Regions from separate parts of the Hordeum vulgare genome. Here region 2 is linked to region 1. Evidence: chromatin contacts called from public Hi-C data. All regions are on one chromosome and are shown on one strand. The core of a region is the stretch at or near the end of the contact, and the rest is flanking DNA. Distances in the headings are between cores, read along the strand shown. Region 1 holds the start of LOC123444231 (transcription factor LATE FLOWERING-like). Region 2 has its middle 190 kb from the start of LOC123441852.

What was found. A called contact is a pair of places that touch in the nucleus more often than the background predicts.
Region 2: a Hi-C map of seedling shows a contact between it and region 1, with 4 times the contacts expected there. The contact joins the enhancer-like site here to the promoter of LOC123444231 in region 1. A contact is called at or near these places in 5 of 6 Hi-C or Micro-C datasets (leaf and seedling) and 1 of 1 datasets of contacts at active chromatin or transcription factors (embryo).

What each region holds. Positions count from the first base shown.
Region 1 is chr3H:456,474,627-456,481,376 of MorexV3_pseudomolecules_assembly, forward strand. LOC123444231 (transcription factor LATE FLOWERING-like) reads right to left here and starts at 4,044. Exons shown (of 3, transcript XM_045120892.1): 1 at 3,699-4,044; 2 at 3,304-3,493; 3 at 1,041-2,747. The coding sequence starts at 2,674. The coding sequence ends at 1,457.
Region 2 is chr3H:456,851,549-456,858,262 of MorexV3_pseudomolecules_assembly, forward strand. No RefSeq gene overlaps it. Among protein-coding and RNA genes, the nearest start is that of LOC123441852, 190 kb to the right of the region's middle. Within about 2 kb of position 5,228, at least 3 of the 3 cell types and tissues checked have open chromatin away from gene starts, as enhancers often do. A contact at or near this core is called in leaf and seedling, where this site is marked.

The DNA.
Region 1 (6,750 bases), core at 2,794-5,293:
ACACATCTGTATTTGTATATCTAGCTACATATCTTCGTCGCCCTAGCTAGGTGGCTCCCTTTGAAGCTCGCACCTGGAAATCGGATTCGCTGCGTTTGTGGGGTGCAAATTAAAGGGAGGAGAAGACCGGTTGGTTAATCATCCCGGAACTGGAACAAAAGAGTTGGACATCGACACATGCACAAAGCACGCAAAAAGTTTGCCGTGTTTGGGACATGTACCCAATGATTCTCATTTGTAGCCATGGTACCTCTGCAGCTGACGTCACGCATACATGTGCAGCAATCAGACGGTGATGATTGAGCGGAAGAAATCATCCTCCATGCATGTGTAAACTCTTTACATAATCACACCATTATCATTCTAAAATAACTTCCTATGCTATTTTAAGATGTAAGTATGATTCACACATTTGTAGCTATGGAGCTCAGCCGTTGTGTGGGTGACGGCATGCATGCATGCATGCATGCATGTGCAGCAATCAGATGATCCATGCATGCAAGTTTTAATTACATACTCCTCCATTCCTAAATATAAGTGTTTTAAAAAATTTCATTAAAAGACTACATACCGATGTATATAGACATGCTTTGAAGTGTAGATTCATTTATTTTTGCTTCGTATGTAGCCCCTTAATAAAATATTTAAAAAGACTTATACTCTCTCCTTTCCGGTTTATAGGGTCCATCTCAAAATTTTCGGATTTCCACTGTATTAGGCCCATTTGAGTCTAATTGAGTTAAAGTGCTTTGAGTCCCACGTCATATTTAATTCATAGAGTATAGAGAAAGAAAATAAGTGACTATGCATGCATCATTTTTTACATCCATCATGCAAGTCCAATGAAAAGGAGGATGCTACATTTATTGCCTTAGAAATTAAATATGTGAGAAATATTTCATTGTCTAGTTAAAACTAATGTCATCCAGTCACAAGTCAACTTGGTTGATGAGATTTTAGATTTGAGCTCTATAAACCGGAAATGAGGGAGTATTTAAAAACGGAGGGAGTATATAATTACACCGATTATTACTACTGTATTCAAAGTAATTTCCTATGCTATTTTAGGATATAACTCATGGAAGAGAAACTCTCACTACGATTTTACATGCACGCCACGCCGGTCATGTCCCAGGCACTTTTTTTTGAGACCATGTCCCAGGCACTTTGATACAATGCAAATGGATATCTCAATAATTTCATATCTCTTCCTTTTCTTCTCCAATCAAGATGTCCTGCCACCGGCACGGTCTCGATCTCACGCTGCAGCTGAATTGCTTCGACGATGCAGCGGACCGATCCAAATTAATCAATTCTGGACAAGAGTACATGACGACACTAAACCTTAATTAGTAGTATATGTGTATGTATACAGTACTGTACTAGTTAAGCACGTACGCGTACTCTTGACACGACGACCTGAAACAGTACGAAACAGCAACGTAACTAAACAGTACTACAACAGTCTGCCAGAATTCCCATCAGGATTTCTGAAGACGGAAGACATGTTGTTGTTGTTGTTATTTCTCGGAAATCCGAGAAATCCAGGGTTGTTGCTGTAATAGTGCTGCTGCTGTGAGTGCGAGTGCAGTAACCTGCCCGTGCTGGCGGCCGCGGCGGCGCTGGTGCCGGTGCCGGTGCTACTGCTGGTTCCTAGGGTTTCCAGCGCCTGGACCTGGGACTTGAGGAACTTGAGGTAGCTGGCGGCCTCGTCCAACATGGACGCCGTGTCCATCTTGCTCCCGCCGGGGACGAGCTTCTGTAGCACGCGGAGGCGGTCGCTCACGCGCTCCCGCCGGAGGCGTGCCGCCACCGTCTGCGGGTCGCTCGAGATGCGCACGTTCTTGCGCCGCGGCTTGCTGATGCCCGCAGCGGGGGATTCCGTCACGAGGCTCACCGGCCGCATGGCCGCCGCGCGGTAGATCATCTCCTTCACCTGCGCCATCGCCTCCATGTCCGGCTCGTACCCGCCGGCCGCCCCGGCTGAGTTGGTGTCCTGCAGGCCGAACGTGATGCTCGTCGCTGTCGTGGCCGGGGCCTTCCGCTTTGTGCCGGCGCGTGGGAGCGGCGGCGCCGTTGCTATTGTGGCGGGGCAGTCGTCCGCGGGTAGCTTCCGGCTCTCGTGGAGCGCCGCCTGCGCCAAAGTAATCGTGGGATGCGACGTCGTGGTGGGCGATATGGTGGACGTCGGCGACGCCACCTCGGCTACGTCGTGGCCGCCGCCGCCGCCGCCGCTGTAGTTGTTGGACTCCCCGGAGGAGATGTTGCAGACGGTGGTGCCGCTGTAGCCGGAGAACATGGCGCCGTTGGAGACGGCCCCGGGGTCGCCGTCCCCGCCGCACGGGAGCACCCCGGAAAAGGCGAGCGCCGAGTCGAGCAGGCCGTCGTGCGCGCTGGCGCCGTCGACGACGGACGAGAACACGTCGACCCCCGAGCCAAAGAACCCCAGCTGGCCGTCACCAGTCGAGCCCCCCGCCGCGCTTCCGACGGCAGCTGCACCGTTACCGTAGCTGGAGCTCACCTGCTGTCCTCCTCCGCCGAAGTCGCACTGGAGCTGGCCGAGGAAGGCGTCGTCCAGGTCGAAGCGGCCGCAGCTCATGACCTGGCTCGCCGGACGCGGCAGGTAGGCGTCGTCGTGCAGGCCGGGGCCGGACGACCAGCCGAAGGTGTCCATGGCCCGGGAGAATCTCGCGCTGCTTAATTGACTGGCGCAGGGATTCTGGGACGACGCGCGCGCGCGCGGCTGCCTGCTGCACGTAACGGAAGAGTGAAAGCGTTAGCATGTTGTTCTCGGCCGTGCCGTAAATAGCTAGAGCGATACTATGAATAATGATACGATTACGATGGAGCGGAGGGAATCAAAACTGAGGTTGGGAGTGGATCGGAGTGGGCCGCGGCCGGGTTGGAAACGTGAACGTCAGGGAACAGTGTCACGCGGGCGTGGTATTGATGGGCGGACAAGGACGGCCGGCGGAGAGAAGTCGATCGGAGATGTCTCCAACTCCAACCCCATAATTACACCGCCATCCGCGCCACCCCATAATTACTACTACCAATCTCAAGAATCACGTCTCACCATCCTACAGAATCTCCTACTCGATCGTATTACCATGCACGTATCTCTTTATATGTGAAAAGTAGGCTCATACGCTCGCCGATTAAGTGTGCAGTGCATGCATAAAACCACATTCTCTAACTATGTGCTACTCCCTCCTCCGTTCCTAGATATAAGTCTTTCTAGAGAACGGAGGGAGTAGTTAATATGCGTATATATATAGATTCTTTGCAGCTAGCTCACCATACCTTTGAGATGAAACCAGATGACTGCAGGGTGGAGCAACAATGGGTGCCACCAGCTAGCTTCGCCGCCGACGGAGGTAGAGCACAGCTTGAAAGATTATCGCTCCAATTCCCAGGCCGGCAACTCCTTGGTCAGGGAGCCAGCGCGCCGGCGACCAAGGCCGAGAGAGAGAGACTCGCCGGTTCGATCGACCTGGAACAAGCCAAGAAAGTATGAGGCTCCGAGCCATCAAGAGGCATATATCTTCATAAATCCTACTGTACTACGCAAGCTGCCACGAGAAGGGGGAGGAGATGGAGATGGAGATGGAGATATGAAGTACTATAGACTGCTACACCTAGCCAAGCCACAACTCTAGTAGCGTATGTACACTGTGGATATGTAGATGTAGAGGTACCCGTGTCTTGCAGAGAGATGAGAGACCACTCTAATGGCAGCAGAGCAGATCGAGCAGATGATTGATCAATCGATGGCTTTGGACCTGATCGAGCAAGCCGGCCGCGGCCGGTCTAGCAACCTAGAGTAGCTAACTTCCGGGAGGGAGGGAAGCTCTGGATCTATGCTATGCTAGCTCTGAGAAAGAGAGGGAGAAGACAGTACAGATCATACGTGTGGGATATGGTCCTCCTGTTGATGGCAGTATATGGGGCTCTTCTTTTATAGATGGCTAAGCTAGCTCTATGTGTCTATGTGTCTATGACTCTATGTATAGTACTCTCTCTCTCTCTCTCTGGAAAACGGGAAAACGAGATTGGTCGAAGCATATGGTTTCTCTTTCTATCTCTAGCGTTCTCTGTTCCTGTATGTGGGGCTGTTCAGTTGGGAAAGGATGATGATGAGTGGGCAGCACAGCACATGAAGTTGCACAGCTGACGCGCTCTCATAAATACTTGTCCAAATCAGTAATCTTTATGCATCTTACACAGCTTAACGGTTCTGTTTTGAACAATGCTTCGTTTTGTTTTGTGCATTACGTAATCTGCAGTGCAGGGGTTTACCCTATATATCACACTCTCACTACATGTAGAACCTCCTAGCTAGGTCTTTGATGTCATGCACTCAAATTAAAAATAGAAATGGGTTATGTTGTGCATCTAATGATGCAGAGGCAGGGAGCAGTTCCTCCGTTTTCAGAAAAAAAGATCGAGCAGAAGCATTTGGTCTCCGATCTAAAGCTTCCCGCTTGTTCCCGGGGCTCCGCTAGCTTTTTTTGCCTTTGGATTCAGATTGAAGAATCAGAACACTGCCTCACTCTCCTGTCCGTTTCAGCAGTAACTTTTTGTCACTTTATTTTTGCCCACATGTGATAGAGTACCAAGAAGCACAAGGAGCAGGCCATATTTTGTGTACCCCCCCTCGCTTACACCTTCTGGTACCACTCATAAGTAATTTATGTAGTTTTTTTTTTCTCTCGGACATGTGTGATTCCCTACATATATATAAACAGTAAAATCGATTCTGTGTAAGTTTGACGGTGAAGCAACATGGATCTTAGTCAAATCCTTTTACAGAGAGCAAGATGACAAGGGATCTACATCAGGTTGCTGGAGAGTAGATGCAAATTGGGGGATAATCAGACAAAACTATGACGACAAAGCAATGAGGGGGAAACAAAGACCCCCGAAAAAACAAAGAGAAATTTAATGCTGACATGTTTTCACATCCTTTTTTTATTTTGGTTAAAACAAGATAGGAGGGCCCATAAAATCTGTATATGATAGGGTCATGTAGAGGAGAGGACCACGCATTGATGATGATAGGCAACCGATTTCATACGATTTGGAGTCTAGAGCTTTGTTTACATGCGTGTATTTTCTTGTTTAAAAAAAAGCTGCCATCAAATGGAGATGTTTGACACTTTGGAGCATAGCACTTGTGTTAGCTGTGCGAGGCAGTGACGACAAGTTGGTTAACCCCCTTCAGTCAATAGTAAGCATAGTCAAACTAGCGCTGAGTATTTGGGCACATGGTAGGCTTTAACTTGCTCTGAATATGATGCTACCATTGCGTAAGGATGGGTACAGACTTCTACAAGTAAAATAAGAGTGGGAAAGAGGTCTCAATCTTGGATTTTTTAGGGAGTTGCTGCAATGATAGCTTTGGGAGAACTGCAATTCTGGTATCCTTAAGGAAGGACGTTATCGTCTTTCAAGGAAAAGCAACGTTGTCGATCTAGTGCATGCACGTAATTTGGTTTGCTTCCAGCGTATTGATTTGTCATGTACTATCTCATTTGATTGGGAGGCACGTGATAGTGTCGTCACACGCTTATCATCATGTGCACCTACTATTTTCTTTCTTTCTTGGCACTACTATGAACTAAGGCCATGTTTGGTTTTAATAAGTCACCTGATTTATAAGTCAGGTGACTTAAAACCAGTAACTTGTAAGTCGTGCATTTTTGATTGTCATCTGATTTATAAGTTATCTTTTCATGCAAAAGTGGATGACTTATAAGTTTTAAGTTGGGATGGAGCAACTTATGACTTATAAGTTGGAGTGACTTATAAGTTGAGTCTATTTAGCAAAATAAGTTATTTTTTACACTTTTCAACTTATAAGTTGGTGATGTTGGCCCAAACCAGACGCCGAGTACTTTCCGGCGACGGTAACCAGGGACGATGACGAAAACAAACCGGACTATCGGTTCCTGGAGGAGACGTGCACGTACGCGTAACCTAAGCAGGCAGGCTAGCAGGTGGATGGTTTCTCATGCACACGTACGTAGCAACCTGGCTGCTGCCTTGATCGATCGGAACTAGCGTCGCCGAGACACACACGCGAGAGAACACGAGGATATGATGGCTACGGGAGCGTGTCGCTCCCGACTATTTCTGTGTATTGCTTTGATCTGATCCAATATTACAGGGGTACTTGTACGTATATATAGTAGCTAACCAAGACAACTACTAATCCTATACCTACACGGTGACGGTTCCAAGTCCAAGCCGGACTAGGACTCGTGGTTAATTCCAACAATCACCCCCCTAAACATGATGTCCTCACTTCACAGCTTGGACGCCGATCCTTCTCCGCATCTCTGTAAACTTCTGTCGTCCCAAAGACTTGGTCAGGATATCTGCAAGCTGGTCGTCGGTGCAAACGTAGTTGACTTCAATCTTGCCTTCTTCCACGCACTGTCGTATGTAGTGATACCTTATATCTATGTGCTTACTCCTGTCATGATGCACTGGATTCTTACACAGGGCAATCGCAGACTTGTTGTCAACATTGAGCACCACTCTTTCAGGTTCTTTATCTGTGAGGTCACCGAGTAGCCTTTCTAGCCACACACCTTGACCCGCTGCGGTTGCAGCTGCTATATACTCTGCTTCGCAGGACGATAATGCGACCACCTTCTGCTTTTGTGATAGCCAAGTTACTATGCTCCTGCCCAAGAAATATGCCAGACCCGAAGTACTTTTACGGTCATCCACATCTCCTGCCAG
Region 2 (6,714 bases), core at 3,978-6,477, 380 kb after region 1:
TCTCGAAACGACGAACTGTAGCAACGGTGCACAGTCGGGGAGAACACAATTTCGTCTTGAAATTTTAGTGAGAGATCACCTCATAATGCTACCGTCGTTCTAAGCAAAATAAGGTGCATAAAAGGATTAACATCACATGCAATTCATAAGTGACATGATATGGCCATCATTACGTGCTCCTTGATCTCCATCACCAAAGCACCGGCACGATCTTCTTGTCACCGGCGCCGCACCATGATCTCCATCAACGTGTCGCCATCGGGGTTGTCGTGCTACTCATGCTATTACTACTAAAGCTACATCCTAGCAAAATAGTAAACGCATCTGCAAGCACAAACGTTAGTATAAAGACAACCCTATGGCTCCTGCCGGTTGCCGTACCATCGACGTGCAAGTCGATATTATCTATTACAACATGATCATCTCATACATCCAATATATCACATCACATCGTTGGCCATATCACATCACAAGCATACACCGCAAAAACAAGTTAGACGTCCTCTAATTTTGTTGTTGCATGTTTTACGTGGTGACCAGGGGTATCTAGTAGGATCACATCTTACTTACGCAAACACCACAACGGAGATATATGAGTTGCTATTTAACCTCATCCAAGGACCTCCTCGGTCAAATCCGATTCAACTAAAGTTGGAGAAACTGACACTTGCCAGTCATCTTTGAGCAACGGGGTTACTCGTAGCGATGAAACCAGTCTCTCGTAAGCGTACGAGTAATGTCGGCCCAAGCCGCTTCAATCCAACAATACCGCGGAATCAAGAAAAGACTAAGGAGGGCAGCAAAACGCACATCACCGCCCACAAAAACTTTTGTGTTCTACTCGAGAAGACATCTACGCATGAACCTAGCTCATGATGCCACTGTTGGGGAACGTCGCATGGGAAACAAAAAATTTCCTACGCGCACGAAGACCTATCATGGTGATGTCCATCTACGAGAGGGGATGTGTGACCTACGTACCCTTGTAGACCGTACAGCAGAAGCGTTAGTGAACGTGGTTGATGTAGTGGAACGTCCTCATGTCCCTCGATCCGCCCCGCGAACCGTCCCGCGATCAGTCCCACGATCTAGTGCCGAACGGACGGCACCTCCGCGTACAGCTCGACGATGATCTCGGCCTTCTTGATCCAGCAAGAGAGACGGAGTGGTAGAACAGCTCTCCGGCAGCGTGACGGCGCTCCGGAGGTTGGTGATGATCTTGTCTCAGCAGGGCTCTGCCCGAGCTCCGCAGAAACGCGATCTAGAGTAAAAACCGTGGAGGTATGTGGTCGGGCTGCCGTGGAAAAGTTGTCTCAAATCAGCCCTAAAACCTCCGTATATATAGGGGGAAGAGGGGGAGCCTTGCCTTGGGGCTCAAGGAGCCCCAAGGGGGTCGGCCGAGCCAAGGGGGGAAGGTCTCCCCCCCCCCCAAACCGAGTCCAACTTGGTTTGGTGGGTGGAGTCCTTCTTCCCTTTCCCACCTCCTCCTTTTTTTCTCTTTGATTTTCTTCTGATGGCGCATAGGGCCTTTTTGGGCTGTCCCACCAGCCCACTAAGGGCTGGTGTGCCACCCCCAAGGCCTATGGGCTTCCCCGGGGTGGGTTGCCCCCCCGGTGAACTCCCGGAACCCATTCGTCATTCCCGGTACATTCCCGGTAACTCCGAAAACCTTCCGGTAATCAAATGAGGTCATCATATATATCAATCTTCATTTCCGGACCATTCCGGAAACCCTCGTGACGTCCGTGATCTCATCCGGGACTCCGAACAACATTCGGTAACCAACCATATAACTCAAATACGCATAAAAAAACGTCGAACCTTAAGTGTGTAGACCCTGCGGGTTCGAGAACTATGTAGACATGACCCGAGAGACTCCTCGGTCAATATCCAATAGCGGGACCTGGATGCCCATATTGGATCCTACATATTCTAGGAAGATCTTATCGTTTGAACCTCAGTGCCAAGGACTCATATAGTCCCGTATGTCATTCCCTTTGTCCTTCGGTATGTTACTTGCCCGAGATTCGATCGTCAGTATCCACATACCTATTTCAATCTCGTTTACCGGCAAGTCTCTTTACTCGTTCCGTAATACAAGATCCCTCAACTTACACTAAGTCACATTGCTTACAAGGCTTGTGTGTGATGTTGTATTACCGAGTGGGCCCCGAGATACCTCTCCGTCACACGGAGTGACAAATCCCAGTCTTGATCCATACTAACTCAACGAACACCTTTGGAGATACCTGTAGAGCATCTTTATAGTCACCCAGTTACGTTGTGACGTTTGATACACACAAAGTATTTCTCCGGTGTTAGTGAGTTATACGATCTCATGGTTATAGGAACAAATACTTGACACGCAGAAAAACAGTAGCAACAAAATGACACGATCAACATGCTACGTCTATTAGTTTGGGTCTAGTCCATCACGTGATTCTCCTAATGACGTGTTCCAGTTATCAAGCAACAACACCTTGTTCATAATCAGAAGACACTGACTATCTTTGATCAACTGGTTAGCCAACTAGAGGCTTGCTAGGGGCAGTGTTTTGTATATGTATCCACACATGTAAATGAGTCTTCATTCAATACAATTATAGCATGGATAATAAACGATTATCTTGATACAAGAATTATAATGATTACTATATTTATTATTGCCTCTAGGGCATAATTCCAACAGAGCTATCATATCTATTTGAGTTTGTTTCTCTATTGTATGTCTGGTTTTTTCAGAGTCACTTTTTTGGAGTGAGATGAGAATTAGAATTGCACTTTTGTAATGTTTGCTTGTATAGACATGCAAAAGTTTCTTGTGCATTATCACTAGTTTTGATAGTCCCAGCTATGACTGTGTTATTCGATACAAATGGTAGCTTCTAACGAGTTGTTGCTCTTGGGGGTGCACGTTGTTGGAACCCCTACTGCAGAAAACAGATATTATCCTAAATCTTTCAAAATATTAGGATTTAATTAATTGCTACCAGATACTGCCACGTCAAGTTAAATCATGTCATAATATGCTTTAAGGTGTCGTTTCGTAAAATGAACAGTATGAACACCGGAACAATGCTAATATGTTGACACATAAAACAAACGTAGACAGTTAGGAATAGGTATGATGGTGAAGATTACCTGTTGTTTTTACCAAAACAAATATACAAAAAGCATGGACACACGGTGTAGATGGGGTTCACGAGATACTAGGATTTAGTACGTAAACAAGCAGAAAGATACTAGCATTTCGGATACATATTACGGCTACTTTGCTTTTACGTGTTGTGTTTTCCACAACAACATGATTAATTAGGTTCCGTCCTCAGCTTTAACTTCTTCTTCCTAAGGTTCACATCGATTAGTACCGTCAACCTATACATATGCTACTATTTTGTTCCCTCATTGGCTACTATTTTGTTCTTATTTTTTGCATAGGTGAAATGTGAAGCCAATCATGAAGTCGTGAAGTCGTGAAGCCTATATGCAAAGAGTAGCATATCATGTATTATGATAGTAGGCACTAGTAGGCATATTTGAATTATAGTAGAGTAAAGATTGTAATAGACTAATTTAATTAGTGTTGTTTTGGACGAATTTCATTTGTTTTGTGATCTATTCAAAATATTGATTTCGTATGTGATTTGTATACATACGAAAAGGAAACCTCACAAGGGGTACCCACTTATGAGAATTGTTTGACAAATTACAAAATTTATGGTGTGGATTGGAATTATGAGATCAACATGACATGTGGGATCAATCTGACTAGTGGGACCAATACAAAAATAAAATGGCCAAAAAAGAAAATCAATAGAAAGTAAAAGGCCACAACCCAAAATTAAAAAGGCTAAAATGTTGGGCCTGGCCCATGTAGCTGACGAAAATTAATAGAAAAAAGTAAAAAGGCTGAATTGTTGGGCTCGGCCCTGTAAAACACCGAATTGGATCGGGATGATTCTTATCAATGACCAATCCAATTGGTCGTAAATTTTCCATGTCAGCTTGCCACGTTGGGTCTTACGTGTCCTCGACAGACAACCAATGACCAAAACAATTGGTCGTAGAACCAACGACCTTTTCGTTTGGTCGTAAATGTCTACGACCATTCCAGAAGAAAGATCCTTATAGTTCATTAGAGAATGCCACCTTTTGACCAACCCATTTTGGTCGTAAAAATGTCATAAATGGAAATCAACGACCATTCAGTGACCAATATTGAAGGTCGCAAGCTGACATATTTCTTGTAGTGTTGACACAAATATTTTAGTGGTTGCAAACATGTGATTTGAACTTTTTGCTAAAAACAAAACACTTCATTATGTTTTATGTAGCATGTAATGGATAGTGTGTTCTTGAGTTCAGTTAGGGATAAGATGTGTTTTTCCAAATCAATCAGACGTGTTGTAGAAATGTTTTACGAAATACTGGGAGATGATAAGACTATTTTTGAATGTAGGACCTGAATAGTTAAGGGGACTAGCACATGAAAATATTGGGAGATGATGCATCGATGGATTGATGGCTTAGGGGTACCAACAACGTACAAACTGCTTCTGGGTACCAACTACGTACAAACTGTTCTTTTAGAAGTAGAGATTCAGAGAGAATGTGAGCTTGGATCGGAGCTGGATTTCCAATTTCCCATGTCTCTTTTTCTGAAATCTTGCCGAAAACTTACAGTTAACTACTCTGTGGAACACCGTAAATAAATTCCATAACGCAGCAGGACACATTTGATACCCTAGCTTGGACCACAGGACCACCGATCTCCGACATTTAAGCTTCATTGATCCCACCATGTTCCGCGCTAGTACTTGTAAAAGCAACCTCTCAGGTATCCTACGCATGGACCATTTTGGCAGTGCACATAGGTTGGTTGAGCCTACCCGAATCAAACTACTATAGTAGTGGAATGCTACTGCATACCACTAGCAGTTTCTAATTTCTACATGATCGATACGATACCCAGATACCGTAGTAGTATTTCCCTGGGCAAAGGGAGGGTGCATCCCGTATGGTACCGTACGTGTTGCGCGCAGCTGAGCTGGGCGGAATGAGCAGGCCGCGCACTCTGCCTCCGGATCGAGCCCCGACATTCAATCGGGATGGCCGCTCGCTCCCCGTTGCTTCCTCCTCCTCCGATCCGATCCCGCGCTCTGCCGTGCCCCGGTCGCCCGCGGGGAGGGCTACGCGAGATGGGCCGGACACGCGCCCGCGCGGCAGCACACGTCCCTGTCGCCCGCGCGGACCACCCAGAGGGCGCAGCCTGCAGGTCAGACCTCAATTATGGTGGACGCGCCCTCTCGCAGCTCCCCTGGTCAGTTCAGCTCACCCGGCCCCCATGGCCATGGGGGCTCCAGGAACCGGTCCCTGTACATGCACGCTGTCCTGGCCGGCTTAATGCTCTCGCCTTGTCCCCGCGCGCGCCCGCCGTCCCCGTCGTGCCCGTCGCCGTCGCGGGAAATCCAGTGCGCGGCCTTGAGAGGGCTTCTGCGCCACCAGTTGCGCGGAGGCGGATCGCGGGCGGATACGGATCGAGGAGAGGGATGGGTGGTGGCTTTTGTTTCCGGGGCCAGATCACGTCGGCGTCGGGATGTGCCCGCGCCCGAGAAGCACCGAATTGATGCACCAACCTCCACCTAGCTAGCCTAGCTCACTTTGATGGCCGATGCCGAGAGCGCACGCTGGAAGAAATGCACGTACGTACGCAGCCAGCGCGGGAACATTTGTCTGCCATTCTGCTGGACATGAACACATGCCCATTCCACTGCCGCTATGATGAGCAGAGCTTCTACGGCTCGTTTGCATCATCTTCTTCATCGCATCGATGGATCTCCTTCTGAATCTGATACTAAATGGGAAGCGGTATCTGGTCGGTCTTAAAATTACTCCATTAAGCCTACCCTTAGATGGCTAGGTGCAGTGGTGCCATATGCGTGTGCATGGAATTGCAGTTCTGGTTGCACTGGCTCGATCTACGATCTTCACTGGCCGGCCCCCTACAAGTTGTTGTGCAGGACGGGGACCAGCAGATCCATCTTCCTAGTCCAACCCCTCTCCTACCGAACGATCTATCTGTGCATCATTCAACTGTTTGTCATGTATTAATGGGTAATCTAATGTGTAGTCAACACTTTTGAATAATTAAGCAGAGGCGTTAATCTGTTGTGTGCGGTGCATTGTATCTGTGCAAGTGTGAGGCGACTAATGCACAACAGATGGTCCAAGAGCAGACTAATTGCATCGTCGCTGCTAGTTGGTAATCGGTCAAACATCCTCTGTAGGTTGACCCCGCACTGGGACTAGTTGGGATGATGATCAAAACAGAGGTAATAACACTAGTAGTGCCTAAAATTACCATCGATGATCACTTTGGTGTCTAAACTTGAAAAATACATTGGTCTGATTCTATAACTTGGTTGTATGGTTCAAATACGGTTTAAATCACATTTAGATACATATGTACTGTTGACTAGGCATACCAACATGGCACGGGGCCCATTTTACAATTTGTGCTTATAGTAAAATAATTTTACAATTTTCAAAAATGTATACATTTTCAATTGTTCATCTAATTTTCAAAATCTTCAATTTTAGAAGATGTATCCACGTGCCCCCTTTTTAGAATTTTAGTTTTTTTCCCTTTTTATGTGACCCTTCCACATGTGCCCTTTTTTCATTTTTAGAAATTTTAGAACATACATAAAATAT